2 separate regions of the Sus scrofa genome follow, and region 1 is linked to region 2. The links are chromatin contacts, called in public Hi-C maps. All regions are on one chromosome and are shown on one strand. The core of a region is the stretch at or near the end of the contact, and the rest is flanking DNA. Distances in the headings are between cores, read along the strand shown. Region 1 overlaps ADRA1B (alpha-1B adrenergic receptor). Region 2 overlaps ADRA1B (alpha-1B adrenergic receptor).

Region 1 (5,266 bases), core at 1,982-4,481, 170 kb after region 2:
TAAAAAGACAAAAAATAAAGAATAAAAAATTAAAAAATCAATCAGAGGAAAAGAAAATCATTACATTTATGGAAACAGCAACATTATCACAATTGATTTCTCACTGGAAACAACAGAACAACATCTTGAATGTGCTGACAGAAAAAGAAAACTGTCCATCTAAAATGTTCTATTCAGTAAAAATATCCTTCTAAAACAAAGGCAAAATTCAGACATTTTCAGACAATCAAAAACAGAGGACCTATGACCAGCAGACCTGGTCTACATAAACACTAGAAAAATATTTCAGGCTAAAGGAGAAATGATCCAGATGTAACCTAAGTCCACAGCTACAGGGAGAAATGAAAAACACTTAAGGGGATGAATACTGCAGAAATAGAAAGGAAGATTTAAATATTTTTCTTTACAAAACTATTTTTTAAAGCATATGTAACAATATATCCTCAGGTTTATAATATATACAAAGTAAAATACATGACAAAAGGCAGAACTGTACTTTTGTAAGGTTCTACCATTATTGATAGATTGGTAAATAATATAAGGTAGACTGTAATAAATTAAAGAATAAAGATTATAGTCTCTAAATGTTTAATTACTAAAAATAATACAAAGAAATATAGGCAAAAGGCATCACAGAAGATGAAATGGAAAAATAGAAAACACTTGAATCCAAGAGAAGGCAGGAAAAGTGGATGAACAAATAACAAGACAGCAAATTACTGGTAATCATTTTAAATGTAAACCTACTAAACATTCCAACAAATAACTGATTTAAATGATTTAAAGTTAAAATGTTTAAATTGTTAAATTATTTTAAGTTAAAATAATTTAAAAATAAAAACAGGTTTTTAAGCTGGGTAAAAAACTGTAGGCATCATTTCACAAAAGAAAATATCTGAATGGCCAATAAGCATATGAAAAAGTGATACATGATATTAGCCATCAAGGATATGCAAATTGAAGCCACAGTGAGACACCACTGATACCACCCTACACGGGAACAAGAAAGACTAAACTTGAAAAGACTAATCGTACCACATGTTAGTAAGGACATGGAGCAACTGGAATGCTCATAAATTGCTGATGGAAGCATACACTAGCACAATACTTTGGAAAACTGTTTCTCATAAGGTTAAACCTCCACCCACTTCATGACTTAGCAATTATACTCTTAGTCTGTACCCAAGAGAAATGAGTGGATCTAAAAAGACATGTAAAGGAGTATTTGTAGTGCATTTACTTGTCACAGCCTAAAATGTCCCTTAACAGGGGAATAGATAATGCTGCATACTCATACAATGGACTACTATTTAGAAAGAGGAGTAAATTACTGATACCGACAACCACATGAATGAATTTTTAAATGTAGGCTGAGCAAATGATGTGAAACAAAGGAATAGACACTATTTGAATCCACTTACATGAAGTTCAAGAACAGAGGAAACTGGCCTGTAGAGCTAAAGGACTACTTTGAGGAGTGCAGGGGAAAAGGATATTAACTGGAAAGGGACATGAGATTATTTTCTGGGGATATGAAACTTTTCGACATTTTTATCTTGGTGGTGATTACACGGGTATATACTTGATAAAAAGACATGGAGTTGTGTGTTCAATATGTGTGCATTTTACTATGCCTTTTATTATACCTCAGTAAAATTACTGGAAAAAATTAAGTAGAATTCCAGGAGATGTAGGTTAACCATTCCTTTGGCATCTGGGACACCACCCTTTAGGGATTTCCTCTTGCCTCTACCCAAAACATTCCTTCTTAGTCCCTTTCACAGGTTCTTCTCGGATGGCCTTTCTGGGTGTGTATGAGATTCGTTTGTTTCATTTTATTTCCTGCTTATTGTAGCAAATAAAACAATATGATTATGTATAAAGAAAATTTAATCTCACCTGTCATTCGGTACTGTCTCTCTCAAGAGGGATTCAAATGGCCCTCAGCCTCACGCAGTGAGTCAATTAAAGAGAATATCATCCATCTCCACCAGATTCTACTGCAGAGCAGAAGAAACCCTAAACTATGGGCTGGGTCTGACCATTTACTAAATAAATTTCATCAGGCTACAGAGCATGAGCCACAAACCAAACATCTGAACTGGGGCCCAGTGTTAGAGACGGTAATAACTGCCTTCAAAGAGTAATACAGAGCAATGCTACCCTCTGAAAATGTCTGGCACTATGTTTATGCATTTATGTTAGTGTGTAGCTATCTCATTTTTCACTTATACTTTCTCTCTATGTCTCTTTCTTCCCCTTTATCTTTTGTTTTCTTTTCTTCTTTACTGTCTCCCTCATAAGGTATACTTAATATGTATATTTTTTTCTTTTTTATTTATTGAATAATGGTATATATACGTATATATACATATATATAATATTCTTTGTTTCTTGGAGAGGTAAAATGCCTTGCATTTTCTTCTAGGAAAATAAAGTGTATTTTTACTGTGATTCTTCATTAATTTTTCATGTGAGTCATATTAATCTTTGCTCTAGGATTACATAGCAATTATTTATTTTCTGAGTGAACTCAAGACTGTATGTATGTGTTTGTCTATATATAGATGTGTGTATATATATACACACACACACACATACTTCAAATGGGAACAAGTCCCAAGCTCTGTATTACAGAAAATAAATTTGTAAATTTTCCTAGCTTCGCTTTTAAGTTAAATGCATTCCGAAGTGGTTGACAGAAAGTAAATGGACTCAGAAACAGAATGCCTAGATGGGAGAGAAAATATTCTCTTTCTCCAGGGGAGGAATGTTAGACATTATTTCAAATGGCTGGTTTATATAATTTATAACTGCTTGCTCATTTCAAACAAAAGGTACCAGCAATGTGCATGCATACACACACACTGGCACACACACATGTACTTCACAGGATCTTTCAAGGTAAACGTCAAATATGTCTTATAACAAATTCTTATCAATCTGAACCCTTATCAACTTGCAGTTTCTGTAAAGAATTAACTTTCCTTAGCAATCACATTTTTCATAAACCCAAGGCTGTCTACCCTGGTGTTCTTTGCAGTCAGGAAAAAAGTAGACCTGAGAGTGAGGTGACCTGCCATTTGGGCAACACGTCAGCTGTTGGAATGTTCTTATCTTCCTTGCAAATTCACTGGAGAGACATTTCACCGTGGCTGATCTACAGCACAGTTGCTGTCACTCTAGTGTGCTATGTGTGGAGGGATCCAAGAGCACTCTGTGTTTGCCTGGAAACTTGCCCACAGTGTATTACCAGAGAGCCCAGTCTATTTTGATTGCAACTAAATGAAGGTTCCAGAAGTGTTCATTTTGTGGTGAGTCCAAATTTTCTGTGTCATCGACCCTTATTCCTCTCAGAGAACTGAAGTAGTGAAAGCTTAGCTGTTCATAAACACAGTGTATAAATTAATCACAATTTGGGTCTTGAGGTTTTTTTTTTTCCCCCAATAATAAAAAGGTCAAAGCAAATGCCATGATACAGCCTGTCTTTCTATAATGAACAGCTACTTTCCTAAGAAAAACTACACTAACAAAATTCTCCCTATCATAATTTCTATCATTTACTGGCTATTTGTTGTCTGTTAGGCACTGTGCTAAGCCTCAAAAGATTATTTCACTGACTTGTCATAATCCTGAGATGAGCACTTTTATTATCCTCACTTTACAAATGAAGAAACTGAGGCTAGGAACTTAAGTCATTTTTACACCATTTTTGATGGGACCTGGATTCAAAGTCTAATTCAAAGAAGTCTAATTCATAGGGTTTTACCATAACCACTATCCTTGATTGCTTCCCTTTTTTTTTTTTAGCCTTACAATTTAGATTTTATTTTTATTATTTCCATTTACAAAATGGAAAATTTCCAGAATAAATCTTAAAACCCATTTCTGATTTAAAACAAAAAATATAAGAAAGTTTTAGTAGTGGAGAAAGAGATTAGGAATTAAAGAGGTTTTTTCACACAGTTTCATCCATTTTACCATGCATTGGTAGCACAAAATGAAATAAGCAGTAGCTGAATGCATAGCTTCGAATGGCTAACAAAAGAAAACCCACACTGAGAAACTCAATACCCTGACAGGTAACAATGTGCTTCACTGCCTTGGGAGACCAGCTTTTCTCATTTAAGTGGTGGCAACTCCCCTGTGGTTATATTAGAGACTTATTGTTCCACACAGCTAAAATTGTATGCTTTAAGTGACTGACACCACCACATCTAGTTTGCTTTATGAAAACTCAAGCTGTGGGAGAAACATCTGTGAATATAAGGTAGATTTTCCAATATAAATAGGTTAGATTCTTTTAGGGAGCCCTGTCTTGCCATGTCTGGATCCTAAGATTCATAGTGTGTAGAAAAAAGCACTGAGTTCATGGCACTGACTTTAATAGTGTGTCACCAGAAAAAAATTGAGGGCATTTTTGTATCCTGGGAAATAGCTACAGCCATGTAGTTTTTTATCCCCACCAAAGTTATTAGATGGATACCCAATGTATTAGTCACATTTCTGCTGTGACAATGCTGTGTAACAAATACTGCCCCTTCCAATCTCAGTGGTTTACAAAAAGAAGTCTCTATTTCATGTTTATGGTAATGTAGGTTGCCTATGGATTGGCTTGGCTCAACTAGACTAGGATAATCTCCAATCTATGGTTTAAATTTAAATATGTTCAATGAGTCTTTATTCTAAAACTCAGGCTAAGACAGCAATGACTACCTGGTTCTTACTCTTTATGGGCAAAAGTTTAAGAGGTCTGACAAAAACCTTTTATTTTCTCAAAGTGTCTGTGCAGAACTGGCACACTCTCACTTTACTTATGCTTAAATTAATTGGTCAAAGCAAGTTACATACTTGTACAGCTTGATGGATGGTGATATAATGATGTTTACTAAGAGGAAATACAGGAAAAAGCATTTATCTGTGGGATAGGGTGGTGGGATGGGGAGAAGTGTTTATTTTTAGATACTGATGGATCATAAGTACCATGGTATCTCCTAAAAAAGACACCCAGGTAGCAGTTGTTTCTAAGACCCTCAATTTCACAAGAGAGATATGAGCTGAGCTAATAAATTTGTGATTCATATGTATATCTGTGTCTGACATAATAAAAAAATATATCTTGTCTTTGTCCCCAGTGCCTGGCACAAAGCTTGAAAAAAGATGGAATTACCTAAGTGACAGGAGTGTGTTTGTTATGCTAATTAAATGACTCTTAGTGGGTTTAGTTAGCTTCAGAATGGGAGCTGGTCACCAGAAAGACCCACCA
Region 2 (5,140 bases), core at 1,583-4,082:
CTGTATCTTTCCTTCCAGCCCTTTTTTTTCCCCCTGCATTATGTTCTATGTAGGCAGTTCCTGTACTATTTTTCTTTTGGGCCATTCTCAGTCTCATTTCTTTATTGCTGATGGCTTGCCCTTAAGGGAAAAAGCCTCTTTAACTTCTTTATGGTTATCCAAGTCCTATTTTACTAACTTCTGGTGCAATCTTCTGGGAAGCCAATTTCATCCCCATTAGAAAGATCGGAGATTGTAGTGATTGTTGTTTGAATCTTCCACTTAACAAGCTGAGGACATAACTTCTTCAAGCGTTGGGTTTCTCTTCATGACATTGGCAGAGATCAGAACTTTGCAGAGTTATTGTTGAAGTGAAGTGAAGTCAGATGAATAAAGGATGAGGTCAATAAATGGCGCATCTCTGTTTCCTCTCTGGCTCTCTCCATATCCAGAGCACTTGGGGTGTTTCGTCCACAACTTTGCCCAGGTTATACACATTTCAACGATCGCCACTGTTCCTAGGATACACCTCCTAGTCGTTAGGGTAGTTACAAGGCCCTGCTGACCAGTCTCATGGTGTCCCAAGCTCCCTCCCCATTCTCCACCCCAGTCACCCTGACCTTCTTCCCCCGAGAGAGGTTTGTACACATTGGTCCCTCTGCAGGGAACACTCTTCCTTCCCATCTCTGTCTTGTAACCTACTTATCCTCCAGACCCTGGTTCAATGGTAACACCATTAAGAGTCTTGTCTGGGCTCTCCCAAATATAGCCATCCTCTTCTGCCTTTTCCTAGCACCACATACCTGTGCCTAGGTCTTATTTATTTATTTGGGACTTGTATTTGGTTAATATTTTCCCTTACTGAATCAGTCTCCATGTGGTTAGGACTCATGTCTGTTTTTGTTCTCCACTGCCTTTCTAATGCCTATCATAGCACCTGCCATGTAGTAAGTGCTCCATACATACCATTCAAGAGAAGTGATTGTCTTCCAGTCACCAGCACCAATGAATAGCAATCTCTTAAGGAGAGGGCTGTGTCTGCTGTGTTCACAGTGTCATTGTGAGCTACTTCATCCACACCCTAGACCCCCACATATATATTCAGGACCTAGAAGAATCATGCTATATTAGTCCTGGTCCTGTGAACATCTCCCTGGCCTTTCTAGAGGGTCCATAAAGAGCTGGATGAGGTCTATGCCATCCATGCTGCTTCCAAGATGGTTTCTATTGCTCTCTCATTTCCCTTTCAACAGAAAGTCTATTAACCGGGAACAGCCTAAATGCCTCCTCCTCCATGAAGCCTTCCATAGTGTCCCTTTCTCATCAGCATGACATTTGTTATGCCCTCTTTGGCACAAATAGAACTGATATGGCTCTGCTCCTGGTAAATGCAGCTGGCTGTGTGCTGGGTTGTTAGCTTGTTTGCCCTCTGGCTTAGTCCCAAAACCATAGCAAATTTTCCTTCCCCACCTGGCTCCTACCTCTGGTTACTCACTGCTCTTGCTCCTTTGCCCTCATTGTTGCAGGTACACTGAATGCTTTTCAGTTCTTCAAACACAGCACAATGGCTCACATTTCTGGACTTAGGCACTTGACATCCTCTCTGACTGAAACTCTCTTCCCACGTCATATCCACATGCCTGACTTCCAATTATCCTCCAAGCCTTGATAACAAGATTGTTTCCATCAGGAAAGCTTCCTTAATGCCTGGCTTAGCCTGGGTGTACCCTCTCTGTGTCATGTCCCTCTAGCACCTGATGGAGCCCTTCTCACACCTGTTCTCCTATCTTACCCACAGGTTGAGCTCCGCAAGGGTAGGAGCCAGTCAGGGTTACACTGGCACAGAGTGGGTGTTTAATAACTACTTGGTGGATGAACAGATGAATGAATTAAGGCTGCTATAGTCACCTTTTTAACCCTCACTCTGTCCTCTCTGTGCCACTATGCTCTGTACAAGAGTAGGGCTCAAACTCTCTTGAATTCATGGGGTGGAAAGGGATGGAATTGAGTTCCCCCATGTCAACACTTATGGAGATGACAAAGAAAGAGCATTCATGAGCTCTATTCTTCAAGGTCCATGCTCCTCCATCTCCTTGTCATCAGCCAAGGCCTGGGCACGGAGCAGGGGTTCCATAATTTGACTGAATATATTGAGAGACATGGTTGCATCAGCTCTGTCACATTACTGTGTAGCACAGGAACTGTGTCCAATTGTCTAATTTCTTGGGATGTAATGTGATGGGGATGATGATATGAGAAAAAGAATGTGTATATATGTGTGTGTGTGTGTGTGTGTGTGTGTGTGTGTGTGTATGACTATCACTTTGCTGTACAGCAGAAATTGGCACAACATTGTAAATCAATTATACTTTAACAGAAAAAATTAACACACAAAAAATTCATGATTTTACAAATTACTTTACTGAATAAACCGAGAGACCTGGTTGTACCAGCTGTATCACCTCTGCTAAGTCCCTTTTTCTCTCTGGCCTTAGAATCTGGATCTGCCAAGGAGAGATAATCACATCTCTTTGCTTAATGGCTGTTCTGAGGGTTAAGTGAATTAAGATCAGTAGAGCGCTTAGGCACCCCAAGTGTGGGCTACCAACCATTTGCCACCAGCCGCTCCAGGTTATTTATCCCAAAAGGGCTGGCTCTGAGCTCAAAGCGGTGGAACCCAGGCTGCGGACAGGCTGATGGGTGGAAGCTGGGGTCTCCTGGGCTTCCGCCTGACTCCCACGCCACGACGGTCCAGGTCAGTGTGTTTTAGAGACACACCTGGCTGCAGGCGCTGCTGCCGCCCACCAACCCCCACCCCTATGCTGCCAGCACTGGTGGAAGTTTCCGCGGTGAGTCACAGCCCTTTTTTTAGCAGCGGCGCTAGATGTGCGTTATAACTCACCGAGGACCCAGAGAGCCTAGCCGCGCCGCCGCCGCCGCGGCCGCCGCCGCCGCCAACGTCGCCAACGTCAGCGCAGAAGATCGGCTGGGTCGCAGCAGGGTGGGGGCAGGCGACCCCATCCCCGCCCTGCTGCACTGTCCTGCGGGTCAAAGCACCACTGCTCTCCCCCCAGGTCCTCGGTGCTGTAGGGCAGCTGGGTAGCTTAACAAGTATGCTAACCCCTTGGGGAGCGCCCTGGCAGGGTCTGTATGCATTACTTGGAGACCCTGAACTGAAGAAGAGAGGGCGGTGGTGATGGATGGGGAGAAAACATCCTTCTGTCTGTCTGTTATCCATCCATCCATCCATCTATCCAGTCACCTGCCCAATCACCAGCCTTCCCATCCATCCTGGCCTTCTCTACACACTAAGACATTGAGACTCTTCCTCCCATCCACCCACCCACCCAAATACCCATTCCATCATTCATCTACCACTCAACCACCTGCCTTCCCATCCAGGATTTGATACACCAAGTCACCTAAGGTCCTCCCTCCCCGTATCCACCCACCAGAAATACACTCATTTATTTAACACCCGCCCATCTATTTGTCTTTGTCCATCTTTCCATCCACCTATTATTCATCTACCTAGCTGTTCATTCGAATTACCATGCACTACACTGGATGCTCAGAATACAAAGATGATTAGGACAGCATCTCCACTTCTGCAGAACTCAGAATCAGCATTAGTTTAATGTGTCTGAGGCGAAAAATCTTTACCCTTATTATTCTCAGAATTATAGAAATATGTGTACTAAAATCTTATCACAGTAAAATGCTAATAGTAATAATAGTAGTAGTAGCTAATATTTATTGAGCATGATCTGACAAGCATGCTTTTCAGAGGCAGTATCTCATTGGATCCTCACACCAACCCTGGTGGCAGGTACTATTTTTATACCCAATTTTTAGATGAAAGAAACAGGCTCATGGAAGAAACTCCTGTGGCTACATAACTGTTCAATGTCCAAACGGATTTAGAAACCAAACTCTGACTCTGAAACTAGTACTTCTAGTCACTTTACTGGAATTTGTTATTTGGGAGAGGTAACACATTAAAAGAAGTTAAGTTGGATCAGCCTCAGCTGTCTTTTCTGTAGAAGTATTTCCAGAGATTGTATGTATGTTCAGTCTAGCATACATTTGCAAGGACTAATATATCTGATAAACTTGTAACCAGCCAAGATTAGAGAATAAGAGTGGGATCCAGAGGAAATGAGACATAGCTATTATTATCATCCATGCTCTTTATAGAATAATTAGAAGTAATTTAAAAAATCTTTGTGATTTTATTATCTTGAAATAACAGTTGCTATCATTTGGTTTGTGTTCCTTAAAATGTTTACTATCCATATACATGAATGTATGTGTATATATTTTTTCTTTGCAAAAATTGGATATTTATACACCTTTTTAAAAATGTAGTATGCCATGGACATCTTTCCATGAACTTCCTATAATTTTAAGAAATCTATAAAGAGAAAATAAGCTGCCTTCTTTTTCTTTTTACTTCTTTTGTTTTATTTTATTTTTTTTCTTTTCTTACAGGACTACTCCATTATGTTAATTTTTTTTTTTTTTTGTCTTTTTGTCCTTTTGTCTTTTTGTTGTTGTTGTTGTTGCTATTTCTTGGGCCGCTCCCGCGGCATATGGAGGTTCCCAGGCTAGGGGTTGAATCGGAGCTGTAGCCACCGGCCTACGCCAGAGCCACAGCAACGCAGGATCCGAGCCGTGTCTGCAACCTACACCACAGCTCACGGCAACGCCGGATCGTTAACCCACTGAGCAAGGCCAGGGATCGAACCCGCAACCTCATGGTTCCTAGTCGGATTCGTTAACCACTGCGCCACGACGGGAACTCCATTAATTTTTTGTTGTTATTCCCCAATGCAATTTTTTTTCCTACTGTACAGCATGGTGACCCAGTTACACATACATGTATACATTCTTTTTTCTCCTATTATCATGCTCCATCATAAGTGACTAGATATAGTTCTCAGTGCTACACAGCAGGATTTCATTGCTAATACATTCCAAAAGCAATAGTTTGCATCTATTAACCCCATAAGATACCTTTTTGATTGCTGTTTCTCTTTTGCTTATTTTCCTTCTCCCCTCCTCTTTTTGCTTCTTCCCTTCCTTCCCCTTTATGGTGCTTAGAAGTCCCAGTTGTAGGCAACAGAACTAGTAAATTTAAATAGAGTTTTATTAATAAATA

What was found. A called contact is a pair of places that touch in the nucleus more often than the background predicts.
Region 1: a Hi-C map of heart right ventricle shows a contact between it and region 2, with 3 times the contacts expected there. The contact joins two enhancer-like sites. A contact is called at or near these places in 2 of 47 Hi-C or Micro-C datasets (embryonic fibroblasts and heart right ventricle).

What each region holds. Positions count from the first base shown.
Region 1 is chr16:63,924,695-63,929,960 of Sscrofa11.1, forward strand. All of the region lies in intron 1 of ADRA1B (alpha-1B adrenergic receptor), which reads right to left. All of the region lies in intron 1 of LOC110257290 (a long non-coding RNA gene), which reads left to right. Among named protein-coding and RNA genes, the nearest start is that of ADRA1B, 84 kb to the right of the region's middle. Within about 2 kb of position 3,232, at least 3 of the 83 cell types and tissues checked have an H3K27ac peak or open chromatin away from gene starts, as enhancers often do.
Region 2 is chr16:63,752,884-63,758,023 of Sscrofa11.1, forward strand. The region is part of intron 4 of ADRA1B (alpha-1B adrenergic receptor); the gene reads right to left. Among named protein-coding and RNA genes, the nearest start is that of TTC1, 240 kb to the left of the region's middle. Within about 2 kb of position 2,833, at least 8 of the 83 cell types and tissues checked have an H3K27ac peak or open chromatin away from gene starts, as enhancers often do.